Regions from separate parts of the Mus musculus genome. Here region 1 is linked to region 2. Evidence: chromatin contacts called from public Hi-C data. All regions are on one chromosome and are shown on one strand. The core of a region is the stretch at or near the end of the contact, and the rest is flanking DNA. Distances in the headings are between cores, read along the strand shown. Region 1 holds the start of Zfp354c (zinc finger protein 354C). Region 2 overlaps Adamts2 (a disintegrin-like and metallopeptidase (reprolysin type) with thrombospondin type 1 motif, 2).

Region 1 (6,450 bases), core at 2,112-4,611, 58 kb after region 2:
CTGCTGTGTCAGAGTTGGGTGGGAGGATAGTCCAAGCCCAAGCTTGTAATAAAGAGACCCTAATGTTATTACACTGGAAACGGCTCCTTGGTGGTCTTTTGGGGTTCACAAACTGTTCCTGACACAACAAGAGAACCATCCTGCTCCGCTGGCTTTAAGCCCCACCTCCCATCCCTCTGGTAAAACTACAAAGGCAAACATCAACTCTGCCCCTCCTCAGGATTTAAACTATCCAACGAAAAAGGGGGAATACTCTGGCCTTACTAAGGCTCATTAATAGATTCCTTCTTCTGGTGAAGAGAATGCACGCTCCACTTCTAGCCCTGGGACAAGTCTAAGCCAGCCTGAACTTTACAAACTACTGTGTCCTTCCCTTAAAAGTTAATCCAGGAGCTGGGGAGATGGTTCAGTGGTAAAGAGCACTGGCTGCTCTTTCAGAGGATCCAGTTTCAATTCGCAGCACCTACAGTGTCTCACAACCATATATAACTCCAGTTCCAGGGGAATATGGCAAACTCTTCTGGCCTTCACGGGCAACTGGCAACATGGTGCACAGACATACATGCAGGCAAAACATCCATACACATAAAAAAAATAATTGTTTTTCCAAAAGAATTAAAGAGGTAATTAAGCTGGGCCTGTCAATCACCTGGCCAGAGTTTGCCTCTATCCACCTTCTCACCGCCAAACTCTGGTTCACTTGAAGACAGGCTAAAGACAAGGAGGAGTGATTATCCCTTAATGAAATAATGTGCTCGGCCTTCCCAGAAGCCTTTGGGCAGTGCCACCTTGGAGCTTGCCCAACTTTCAGTTATTCCAAAAACTGTAACTTTTCTTTTTATTTATCTTTTTTTCTTTTTGGCCAAAATCCTAAACATGGTTTCCTTGGCATTCTGGGGTTTCTCACCCATTCTCAAAAGCTACTTCCCCCACCACACAACTGTCTGCTGTGGGATGTAGTACCTGTCAATAATAAATCTGACGGCTTATGGCTTAGGCAGGACATAGGAAGTGTAACATCTGGGAGGAGAGAGTTCTGGGACAGTGCCAGGTGAGAGATCCACTTGGAAAGATGTGAGGAGACAGACACATGGTACCTGAGCACAGGTAACCAGCCAGGTGGCAGAACGTAGGTTAAAATAATTGGGTTATTTTAGTTATGATCTATTCAGAGCAGAGCCTAGCTACATGGCCAAGGTATGTGTAACTATATTTTGAGTCTCAGTCTTACTTCTGAGAGCATGGGTCTGGGAGGAAGAACCAGGCCTAACATGTACAGTTTGCCCATCAGGAGCCTGCTGATCTCCGTTGCTGAACCTGCCTTTCTTGTTCCTATCTCACTCCTCCTGGCAGCTGCCAAGACTTACTGCTTGCCTGAACTGTTATTTTTCTCAGCCTCTAATAACATTTTCTTCAAGCTTCTGAGTACATGTCTAGGTTCTTTTATTAATGAAGTTAAGAACCCAAAAGAAAGGGCCAAATTTCCCTGGCAACTGAAGGCCACAGAAGATATTTTAAATTATGTTTTATGTCTGTATGGATGTGGTACCTGTTGATAATAAATAATAATAATAATAAATAAAATATAATATAATAAATAACATAAAATAAAAAATAGAAATAATTTAAAAAATAAATAATAAATAAGCCTTTGGTTTAGGCAGGAAATTAGGAAATGGGACATGAGGGAGAAGAGAGAATTCTGGGATTGAGCCAGAGGAGAGATCCAATGGTAGGGAGACCTTCACAGCTCTGTCTTTGGCTAACACAATGGGGTAGGCACTCCATCTGAAGGACTCCCTGTATAAAAAAAGAAAGCACCTGGGAGGTCTTATGAGGTGGTGGCTATCATCTGTGCTGGGCCTGGCAGAATCCTTTGATAAGTGTGAGGAGGGAGGCTTTTGTATCTTTTCTTTGCAGGTCAGCTTCAAACTGGAGTTTGCATACCCCTGTTAAATGCTAATTTTGCAAGGGAAAAAATTGGCAGGGGCAGAAAATGGAAACACATCCACATCTGAGTCAGAAAGCAATTTATGCAAAGACAAGCTTCACTTACTGTGCCTCGGGCAGCCAGCAAATCCACAGCCATTTCCCTTCTTAGTTTTTCTGCCAAAGGAGAGCCGAGTGCTGACCAAATATGCCTGGGAAGAAAAAAAAAAAAAAGGTGTAGTAAGGAATTCTGGTACAAAGGGAAGGCTTGGAGCCAGGAGGGTAAAGCCACCCACAAAGGGGTCTGGAGAAGTGGCTGTGTGATTAAAAGCACTTCCCTTGTTCGCAAAGAAGTTTGATTATCAGCACCCACATTGGGCTATCCACAGCTACTTGTAACTACAGGGGATCCAACATCCTCTCTGGCTTCCTTAGGTACTGTGTGCTCATGGGCACAGACACACAAACAGACACAAACATACACACATGAAAATAAATTAAGTTTTAAAACCCACCCATAATGGTACCAAATGACAGGAACACTGACAAAGCCAACCTGCCAAAACTACATCCCTTCTGTATATTAATCACTCTTCTTCTTTCTTACACTGATCCCTCCACACCCACCTACAGACCCTTTAGCACCTTGTACAAGATTCGTGGCAATGTCAAAAGGTTGGGCAGGACTGATTTAAAGTACAAAGGATAATGTGTCCAAGCTCTCTGCAAATGCTGTGTCTGTCTACCGCAAGAACTTAAGTGTTGGCTGTTTGGGAATTCCTGGAACCAGTCCTCTGTGCAGCAGAGGTGGGGCTGTGCTGTCGACGTGGCTGAGGTGGACAGCCAGGAGGTTCACAGCCTGCCCAAAGTGACAAGACAGCAAGCATCACAAATGGGAAGGAAATTCTGCTTTCAGTCTAAGGCTCCGATCAAGACTCAGAGAACTCTCGGGCCACAATGTGCCTTGGTTTCTTCTTCTGCACCATAGGCACAATGAAGGGCCAAGGGGCCTGTAACTTGCTATTAGATGCGCTAATTCATTAAGTTAGATTAGACTGCTAGGTATCGGCTGTTGATTTTATGATCTGCATAGCTAAGATGCTACAGAAGATGCACAGGCCTCTGGATCCGCAGTTTGGTCCCAGCCACGCTTCGTGGAGGGCCAAACCCGCAGAAAGATCCCCGAGCCTGAGGCCGCAGAGCAGTCGCCAGGCCGCGCCGGGCTCGCCGGGAAGCCCACCGCCCGCTACGCCCCGGTCGCCCCTCTTCACCCCACTCACGGACGCCGGCGCTCGCTCCCACCACTCTCAGCACGAGCAGTCTCGAGGATGTCGGCCCCAGACGCTCTCTCCTAGCACAGTCAGGATCACCTCCACCAGGAGCCCCCCAAAACGCCGCGAGCAGCCCCGCCACCGGGAGAAGCCCCAGAGAACTACTACTCCCGGCATGCCTGAGGTCTTTTCTGACTACACCTCCCAGAAGGCACCGGGGCCAGGCGCGTTCTGAAAGCTGAGTCGGGTCGTGTTGCACTGCAAATCCAGCAAGCCTGTCCCTGCTCTCTCAGTCAGTCCCTCAGACTTGTTTGCTAGGAGGGTGAAGTGATGTGACAGGACAAAAGTGGAATTTAGGGTTTAGGAGCGAGGTACCCATAGGTACCAGGCCAGCCTGACTGACTACATGTGGACAGCCAGGACTACATAGCGAGACTAAAACCAAAAAAAGTAAAACAAAACAAAACTCTAGGAGAACCCTAGCCCACATCACTAATCATTGTAGTTTATTTTTTTTACATTTTTTATTAGGTATTTAGCTCATTTACATTTCCAATGCTATACCAAAAGTCCCCCATACCCACCCACCCCCACTCCCCTACCCACCCACTCCCCCTTTTTGGCCCTGGCGTTCCCCCGTACTGGGGCATATAAAGTTTGCGTGTCCAATGGGCCTCTCTTTCCAGTGATGGCCAACTAGGCCATCTTTTGATACATATGCAGCTAGAGTCAAGAGCTCCGGGGTACTGGTTAGTTCATAATGTTGTTCCACATATAGGGTTGCAGATCCCTTTAGCTCCTTGGGTACTTTCTCTAGCTCCTCCATTGGGAGCCCTGTGATCCATCCATTATCTGACTGTGAGCATCCACTTCTGTGTTTGCTAGGCCCCGGCATAGTCTCACAAGAGACAGCTACATCTGGGTCCTTTCGATAAAATCTTGCTAGTATATGCAATGGTGTCAGCGTTTGGATGCTGATTATGGGGTGGATCCCTGGATATGGCAGTCTCTACATGGTCCATCCTTTCATCTCAGCTCCAAACTTTGTCTTTGTAACTCCTTCCATGGGTGTTTTGTTCCCAATTCTAAGGGGGGGCATAGTGTCCACGCCCCAACTGGTAAGAAGGACACATGCTCCACTATGTTCATAGCAGCCTTATTTATAATAGCCAGAAGCTGGAAAGAACCCAGATGCCCCTCAACAGAGGAATGGATACAGAAAATGTGGTACATCTACACAATGGAGTACTACTCAGCTATTAAAAAGAATGAATTTATGAAATTCCTAGCCAAATGGATGGACCTGGAGGGCATCATCCTGAGTGAGGTAACACATTCATAAAGGAACTCACACAATATGTACTCACTGATAAGTGGATATTAGCCCCAAACCTAGGATACCCAAGATATAAGATACAATTTGCTAAACACATTGTAGTTTATTTTTACTGTATACAATACACAGAAAACAATGTGACATGGGCCTTGATGTGCATCCCAGGATGGCTTCAGAAAGCAGGAGGATTAAAAAATAAAAGTAATTGATTGAATGCCTTTTGATTTTTTTTTTTTAAATCCAGCTAGCTGCTGAATCCTAAAATCAATTTCCATTTGGTTGGGACAGCAATGGACCTTCAGAGATCCTGCCTACCTCTAACCTCTAGGGTTTCGTTGTTTTGTTTTGTTTGTTTGTTTAAAAGAAAAACATAACCTTAACTCTCTCAAGTTTATATTTCTGATCTGGGAAGTCAGCCTAAAGAACAACAAAAACTCAGCAGTGAAGGTGTTTAAATAGCCCTTCATTGCTAAACCGAGGCTCTCTCAGAAGCCACAGTCTGTTGAGTGAAAAAAAAATCCCAGTTTCAGGTATGTGTTGCCTCTATCAGTATCACTGGCCATAGAGGCCCTCTTACCCTACAAAAGCAATTGTTTCTGGTTTTGTTGTTGTTTTTGTTTGTTTCCAGAACTAAATGAGAGTTCCTGTTGCTGGAGATGTCACGTTCTTTCGTTGCAGGAGCATGGAGAATTCAGGCTTGGCCTGAGCTGGAAGATATCTCCATGTGCTAGCTCATTGTCAAAGTGCTCAAAAGCAGCTGTGCAGGCTCCTGGGGTAGAGCCGATGCCAATATTCTTGTTCAGCTACGAACATAGTATGGGTACAGCCAGGATTGTCCATTTTCATTTAAAGCCTGTTTCACTGGAGAAAACTTCTATTTTCCAGGGCAAAACCTGTGGCTGGGGAGATCCTAGTCCCCAGTAAGGGAAACTACTGCTGTTATTTTGTTTAATAGGTACTACATACCTTCGAACCATTTGAGATTATGGGAATAGAAAACCGCAGCTATTAACATTGGTTGTGGGAGAAAACTTTTTTTTTAAGTGTGTATACTCTCATATGAGTTTAGATGTCCATGAAAGCCAAAAGCTTTCATGCCCTGGAGCTGAAGTTACAGCAAGTTAGAAATCACCCAACATGAGTGCTGGGAATTGAACCAGGGCCTTTCGCAAGAGTGGTACTATAACCTGACTTTTGGCTTCTTTGTGCGTTCTTTTTTTCTCTTACCTTCCCCACCCTTATCCCCTCCAAACCCCCAACACTAGGTAGGAGAGAAAGGATAGAGGGAGAGGGGGTGATGATGTCATTAGACTACTTCCTGCTGATGAGGACCTTTGAACTCCTTGGGGGCAATTTTGATCTTTGTAGTCAGGATATCGCCAACCAGAAACCAGCAATGCAAACAGCAGGAGAGGGGTGAGCTGCCACATCTCTCTCAGGGGCTCTTGTATTTATATACTCTCTTAAGAGTCCTCAGAATTCCAACCGCCATACACTTGCAGAAACTATCTGCAGCTGGAAGAATCATGTACCCTGCCAGAGCATGAGGCAAATCATGTCAGCTGCTGTGGACAGTCTGAAGCAGCCCCACACCTGGGATTAAAAAAAAAAAAAAACATATTCCCAAAACAGTACTATGTTTTAAAAGAAACAAAAATTCTCACTATGTAGAGAACTGTTTTAACCATGGGATTGCAATTTCTCCTGACCTGGGAAACACCCCTCCCCAGTGGGAGGTAGTTGTGGGTCACAGTTTGTCATGGCACTAAGAATACTGAATGTTGCTGTGGTATACTGAGCCTCAAGCCATGAATGGAAGACAACAATCAGACAGACATCTGTATGGCTCTAAGGCACAGGGAAGGTTGCAGAAGAGAAGAGTGGAGAGGGTGCTGTTATGTGCTTTGAGCTTAC
Region 2 (7,252 bases), core at 4,349-6,848:
CTGAGATGTGAAAGTGGGTAATTGTGTCACTGTGTTGAGGTCACAGTGCACTCAAACTAAGACAGAATGCCATGGTGTCACAAGATGGTATCACCTCACGGGATCACTATTGTTTATGCCGTCTGGCTTTGACTGAAATTTCATAAGCAAACATTGTGACCCAACAACACCTGTAGTCGAGCTAATTGAGAAAACAAAGCTCTCTGCACCAAGGCCAGAGTGATAGCTTAGCAATTAAAAGGGCTGACTGCTCTTGCAGAGGCCCCAAGTTTGGTTCCCAGCACCTCCAACTGATTGGAACTCCAGTTCCAGGAAAGCTGACTCCCTCTTCTGGCTTCTGTGGGATCCTGCATGTACATGGTGCACATTGACAAAATGAATTTACACAAAGACACATGAATTTTTAAAAGCATCCCCTGAATCACAGAAATCCAAATATGTTTCTGAGGTAGTACAAGACAGATGTATAACATACAGAAAGAAAGGGGTATTCATGACAGTAAAATTAAAAAAGCAAAAAAACAACCAAACAACAACAAACCACACTGTTTCTTCTAGAAAGACTGAGAAAGGAGAGATGGTTTTTCTAGGTTAATAGTTGGATATTTGATGGGATGGTTCTGGGTTTTTTTGGTTTTTTTGTTTTTAAAAGGAACATTCAAGAACAGGTGTGTGTCCTGTGGCAAGATGGTGCAAGGATAGCTTGCTGCCCTGGTGTCTGGGACGAAACCCTCGTGAACTGGGACAGGAATCCAATCCACCTTTGGAATCTTGGCATCCTGGATGTAGAAGTGCAGACAGGGAGAACGCTGTGCTGGTGCGGCAGTCTGGAGAGTTGGGGCAGAGGGACTAGAGAGAGGATGGATTGCTTCTGGCCTGCATGTAGAGGACTCAGAGCTGGGAACGGACATTCTCAGACTATAGCATAGAAGAAACCACAGAGGTGTGTTAGCTTTTAGTCCCTGGACTGAAATACCCAAGGCAGGAAACGTAAAAGGAGGGAGAACCTGTGTCCAAGCCGTGATTGCAGAGGTTTCATTCATGTCTGTTCAACCTGTTTCTTTGAAGCCTTTAGTGGTGGGGCAGCCTGGGGGAAGTGTGGAGCAAGCAAAGGGTATCCACCTCTGGAACAGAGGTGGGGAGAGGTTGGAAAGCAAAGACAGAGAAGAGAATGAGTCACAACCCCCCTCTTCCAAGGCATGACCCCCAATGACCTAACTTCCTCCCACAAGGCTCCTCCCCCAAAAGAGTCTACCACCCAAGGGCACCTCCACTGGTGAGCAAGCCTTTAACAGACCCCTTGGGGGACAGCGTAGAACTAAATGACAAGAAGCATTGTGCTTGACTGTGGGCAGTCTCTGGCTGCAGGTCCAGGGGCAGCATCTTGGCGGAGGAGGGTGGGGTGGGGGAGAGGCTATGTGCCCCCTGGGGTCATAGGTGACAGAGGACAGGAGTGCTCCACTCCAGGGCAGCTGCCAGTATCCACGGAGTCTGGCAAAACAGGGAATCCAGCCTCTAGCCCCATTTGATTGCACACCAATACTTCTGCAGATGAATTATTAGAAAAGGCAAATGTGGCTGAGCCTAAGATATTAAAAAAAAAGAGCCCTGCTTTTTTATGATTAAACCCCATAAATTTTCTGAGACGCTCACTCCCTCCAGTTACTTGTGAAAGTTCCTCATTTCTTCACTTCTCTTGTGTGGAAGGCACCCATGGCCACAGGTCACAGACTACCTTGCATAGCTCCGGAGATGAGGTTCTGTGTCAGGGTCTCCAAAGAGTGCCATGTTTGTACAAGATGTACTCTGAGCTCAGGCGCCCTGGCCTCCTGAGTACATTCTGGGGTGTACAGGAACGAGAGCTGTACAGCTGTTCCTTGTCAAGTGACAGATAAGATGCCAGCACCATGAAGCTACACAATGAGGTGAGGCAGACCTTGGGCACAGTGGCCAGGCAGAGATCTGAGGGCTGAGAGGCTCAGCGTCTACTGCCACCTCCACACCCTACATAGCCTCAGTAATGGAGAAAGCAAAGCTGGGGGTTGGGAGAGGGACTAGATGGGGCTGTGGGGATGGGACAGGTGAATTCTGGGAAGGTACTCAGCATGCTACCTCTGGGTTCCTACTGGGTCTGTGATGGTAAAGCTTGGTTGTCAGCGGGATAGGATCTGGACTCACTGTGGAAACAAGTCTCTGGTTAACTGTGGCTGGAAGAGCCACCCTGAATGTGGACGGCACCATATGTAGGCTGGGGTCCTGGGTTGAAGAACAGGGAGAAAGCCAACCGAGCTTCCTGGTGGTGGGTGTCTGTCATGTGACCAGCCACCTCCTATTCCTGCCCTTGAACTGAGAGCCAAGAGAGGCCCCTCGTCCTTTAAGTTGACTTTGTCAGGCAGTTTGTCACAGAAACGGGACTGGTGACTAATACAAGGAATGCGACCTCATCTCTGAGAGAGTTTAAGCCCTGTAAAACCAAGGTGGCTGGAGCCAGGAAGTCCTAAGCTGTGCTTACCACAGTCAGGGTGCACTCTAGGGCCTATAAAACTATGACTTAGTCTTTGGCAAAAAGTGGCACAGACCCATAGCTCCTACTATGCATCCCTAGTTGTCACTGTATCAGCTCCCACCCCCTAGTCCCTCCCTGCCTCATCTCCAGGTCCCATTAGGCTCCAGTGGGGGCAAAATTGGCAACCTTACATGAGAGGTATGCTGTTTATCTCGAGCTCACGGGAGGCCTCCGAGTCATCTCAAGCTCTTCCTAAAACAACATTTTTCTCCATTTCTTTATATATATATATATATATATATATATATATATATATATATATATATATATATATATATATATATGAAGCAGAAGAAAAGAGATTATCTTATTTTATACAATATGCCACCAGCCAGGGAGCCGAGCATCAGCCGCACTCGTGGGTTGCATAGCAACTGGCTTTTCAATTGATTTTTTTTTTTTTTGAGAAGGAACCAAAGCTACTCGAGTGTTCTCATTTTAAATATTTCCTTGGATGATGGAAATCAAAGGAAATGGAGATGAGAGATTTGGGGACATTCCGAGGACATAAGGTATCTTGTGAAGGCTAGCTTGAGACAGGGTGTGCTCTGCTTGTTGAAATTTGTCAGCATTTGGGTGAAAGGTCAGACGTTCCTGGTCTATTAGTAGAAGGCGGAGACATGCTGGGAGGAAAGGAGTCTGCAGGCTAAAGCCTTGGGCCAACACCGTTGTGGTTTTGCCATGTGTCCCACTGTAGAAAGAGCAGAGAGGATCCTGGGATGGATGGGAGAGAGCCTTCTTTCAGATAGCCTTGAATCAAAGACCCTAGGGGCCAAGCTCAGTCTATACTTTAGTCTGGGAAAGACCCCCTGGCATAATTACCTGTCGCCAGCCATCCTAGGCACACCTCCTCACCAGAGCCATTAGGTCTAGAATAGATGAGACAGTGCTAATGCTGGACGCTACCACCGGAGGGCGCCTCTGTCCTTTTGATCTGGTCTAATGAGTCTACCTTAGGTTGATACTTAATAAATGACAGTTTATTGCTCATAGTTCTGAAGGCCAGAAAGTCCAAAGTCTGAATGTCAGGAGATCTGGAGTCCTCACAGGTAGCTTCATGCTCATGAGTGGTGGATGGGACAGGTCTCAGAGCTATATGAGAGCCACTCTAGTTCAGGGACCTTTGTCCTACTGACCTGATAACTTTCTAGGGTTCCACATCTTAATACTATTGTATTAGAAATTAGGTTCCAAGATATAAAGTCTAATTTTTAGACCATGTCAGGAGTTCTTATTTAACACTGAATCCTGTTCTAGTAGCTTGGTTTTCTTCGATGGGTATACCTTCTTGCCTGCTTTCCCCTGGCGGGTCTAGAAGGCACCTGTACCATGACTTCTGAGCCACCCACATCACCTTGCATGCCACAGATGGGAACAGAAGACACCAGCCTTGGGGAGTCCCCGAGGCTGCAGGCAGTCAGGCTAGATAGAGCAGAACTTGTTTTGAAGCCATCAGAGATGGTGGGCCCTGGTCCTGGCATTCATGCCAGCCCAGGGGTACGTGTGGGACCTTGGATGACTTACTTAACATGGCAGAATCTTGTTTTCTGAGCAAGAGGAAGTCTGAGGGACCCCAGTGCTTGACAGGAATGACTGCAGTCACGGAGATCAGACGGACTGCTGACTCTTCACTGTCTGAAGCCCCCACCCCCACCCCCACCTGGCTTTCAGGCTCCCTTCGCTGGGAGTCAGATGACTTTATTTATACCTCCTTCGGGGATTCCAGGCCCTGTGGTCCAGCGGTATTTCTCCCCAAGGAGGAGAGTACAGTCACATAACCGTCAAAGCCGTGTATGTTTTAATCACTCCGTCTTGGTGATGTTGCCTGGGAGGACGCGTCATAGTGTCCTCAGAGCCTTGCTCAGCTCACTGTCTCAGGCATCCTGTCATGGGACTGACAGGCATCCCCTGATGATAAGGGGGCACCCATAGTCACTGTCACCATCTCCATATGACAGTGAAAACGTGGCTCCACGGGGTGAGTGATCTACCAAAAGTCATACATGACAGCCACTTTGTCCCTAGAGGATGAGCCAGTTGCTGTCATTCTGTCAGGCTAGAGAGCACAGATCTTGGGTGAGCTGAGCCTGGCTCCCCTGTGCCATTCCCCCTATGTCCAATGCTCCCAACCGATGGTTCTACAACTTTATGCCCACACTCACGGACTCGGGTTGATGTTTAGAGACACTTTCACTGTTATAATTTGGGAGATGCTCAGGACACACACACACACACACACACACACACACACACACACACACACACAGTTAACTGGCCCCAAAGGTCAGCAATACTGAAGCTGAGAAGAGAGCTCTACACAGCCTGAATCTCAGCCCTGTGTGTGCTTTCTTAATTCCTGCCTGGTGGGCTAGCCTGAGGTCTCCCAGGGCCAGGGCATTCTGGGATGGGTTTGGTACCAGCTGAAGCCAGGTCTCCTTGCAGCCTGAACCACTGGCACTAGAGTGGGCCACATGGTCACTGCCAGAGTAGACAAGGAAAAAGACTTGTGGGTATGGACTGTGTCTTGCTTTCTTAAGGGAAGGGTTTATATCCGTTTATAGCTCCAGGTTACAGTCCATTATGGAGGGAAAAGCCACAGTGGCAAGAGCTTGAGGTAGCTGGTCATGTCACATTATCCGTCAAACCAAAGAACAACCTATCCTTAGCTCTGTTCAGTTCTGTCCTCCCCAGGCTTCCAGTCAGCAAATGGCGCCACCATGGTGGGTGTGTCTTCTCACCTCAGTTAACAGAATCAATACAATCCCTTACAGGCACGCTCAAATCTCCCAGGGGATTATAGATTCTCAGATGGGTGTTAACAATAACTATTGCAAACTGGATGTCCTGCCCAAACAGTCACAGGTCAAAGTTCCTGAGCCCTAAGCTGGGTACTCAGGTTGGACCCAAACACTTTGGGTCAGAGGAGCCCAGAAAGGGACTGAAAGTGTCCAAGAACAGTAGTGCACCCTGTACCCCACACCTCCAGCTCCCTGTCCGTGGCCCTGGGATTGGGTGTGTGCTCACAGACACCACGTGGTGGCGCCCAGCCTGCAGAGCCTTCCTGTTGGCAGGCATGGAGACTGGCCTCCAAACAGCAGATCCCGTTTTTTCTGTCTCCTTGACCGAAGGAGGGAAGAACATAAATAATTCAGCGCATTCCACAGTAAACAGTCAAGTGTCAAGAGAGCAGCGGTTGGAATACAGCTCTCTGCACAAGCCTTAATTGGTTTGTTTAGGGTGAGACCCCAGAATCTGTCTGGTGTCTAGAGGGCTACCATTGCCCGGCTGCAAGTCAGATCTGCCGCCCAGCCTGGAGGAGCTGTGTTCCTTAGCCTGCCGACCTCCCTCAGGATCTTGGCATTGCATTCTTGTAGCAGCAGCGCCACCTGGTGGTTATTTCCATAGCCCGCCCTTCCTTTGCCTTCTGTCTAGAAGTAGACCTACTTCCAGCCAAACTTCCTCCTAACCTTTGTATGACGTCCACCTCCACCTCAGGATTTGGAGTCAACGACTTTAATGGCAAGAGGTGAAGTTTCTTATCTGGGAATTAGGATAATGACAGTGCTTATGTCCTAGGCAGTTTTGAATTTTAAATGAGACGTATGCAGAGGCTTGTTCTCAAAGAGCCAAGAATTTGGCTGTTGCCATCAGCATTTGGGCTTGTCCCTGCTGGTGATGCTTTTCCATGAGTTCCTAGGAATGTTCCTGCAGCCTCTAGGCCCTCCCTGGCCCAGCGTGACTCTCCAGCGTGTGTATATTTGATTTTTGTTCATTCATTAATTCATCCCATTTGTGATCATCATGAATGCTCATTGAACAGCACAGGGACAGCCTCGACCCTGTCTAACAAGCAGTGTATCTAGATATGGCCCTGTGGGAGCCCACAGCCAGCTTGGGTCTCTCTCCAAGGGCCTAGACATGTTCAGTTGTCCTAGATATCTCTGCCTCAAGCTAAGCTCTTTAAAAGGTGTTTAAATAATGTGTGCATGTGTGGAGGTCAGTAGGCATGGTTATGTGCATGAGAGTAGGGAAGGTCCTCTGAGCTGGAGCTGGGGCTACAGGTCCTCTGCAAGAGCAGTATGCACTCTTGAGCACTGATCCATCTCTCCAGACCCTTGGGAGGAGTCTTTTAAGGTCATGTGGGGAAAGACAGCTTGTGGGTCCCAAGTGGAAAGTATGGAGGGTGAGGGAAAAGGGCATGGGGAAAGAGACAGAAACTTCTTTGTGCTTCTAAGGCACATCAGCTGCTTTTCAGCCCTTTAAGCCTCGATTCTATTAGCTTAGCTTGGGTGGCTTAGCTTGGGCCCCAAGGTTGCCTCTTGGCCTGAAGGCGACCAATTGTATATACATTTAGTGGTGGATCCTGTTCCTTGGAATCAGGAAGCAGGCACTCCCTGGAGATTTCACCAGGTGAACAAACTATACAGAAAAGACCATCTTCAAGATAGATTCGCCACAGCACCGTGACCAGATCGCACACCCTCCCTGTTAAGTCGTGAGGCACTCCCCACACATCCTCTGCCCATGTCCACACCCCCTGGCCCTGACATCTCCTGTCGCCCACCAGATGTTGACCCTTTAACAGTGCAGTGAGCCACACTTACTTCCCCTTCCTGACTGCTCCCCCCCATAAGAATCTGCTCTTTCTAAAATGCATATGTGCCCTGTCCTTAGCCCTGGATACAA

What was found. Hi-C and Micro-C count contacts between places; a contact is called where the count stands out from the background.
Region 1: a Hi-C map of cerebral cortex shows a contact between it and region 2, with 2.9 times the contacts expected there. The contact joins the promoter of Zfp354c here to the enhancer-like site in region 2. A contact is called at or near these places in 1 of 15 datasets of contacts at CTCF or cohesin (CD8 T cells), 1 of 484 Hi-C or Micro-C datasets (cerebral cortex), 1 of 115 datasets of contacts at active chromatin or transcription factors (embryonic stem cells) and 2 of 9 other capture datasets (adipose tissue and pancreatic islet).

The regions. Positions count from the first base shown.
Region 1 is chr11:50,824,370-50,830,819 of GRCm38.p6, forward strand. Zfp354c (zinc finger protein 354C) reads right to left here and starts at 3,362. Exons shown (of 5, transcript NM_013922.4): 1 at 3,210-3,362; 2 at 2,057-2,141. The coding sequence starts at 2,089. It also overlaps a transcript of Zfp879 not described here.
Region 2 is chr11:50,763,738-50,770,989 of GRCm38.p6, forward strand. All of the region lies in intron 5 of Adamts2 (a disintegrin-like and metallopeptidase (reprolysin type) with thrombospondin type 1 motif, 2), which reads left to right. Among named protein-coding and RNA genes, the nearest start is that of Zfp354c, 60 kb to the right of the region's middle. Within about 2 kb of position 5,599, at least 67 of the 459 cell types and tissues checked have an H3K27ac peak or open chromatin away from gene starts, as enhancers often do. A contact at or near this core is called in adipose tissue and cerebral cortex, where this site is marked.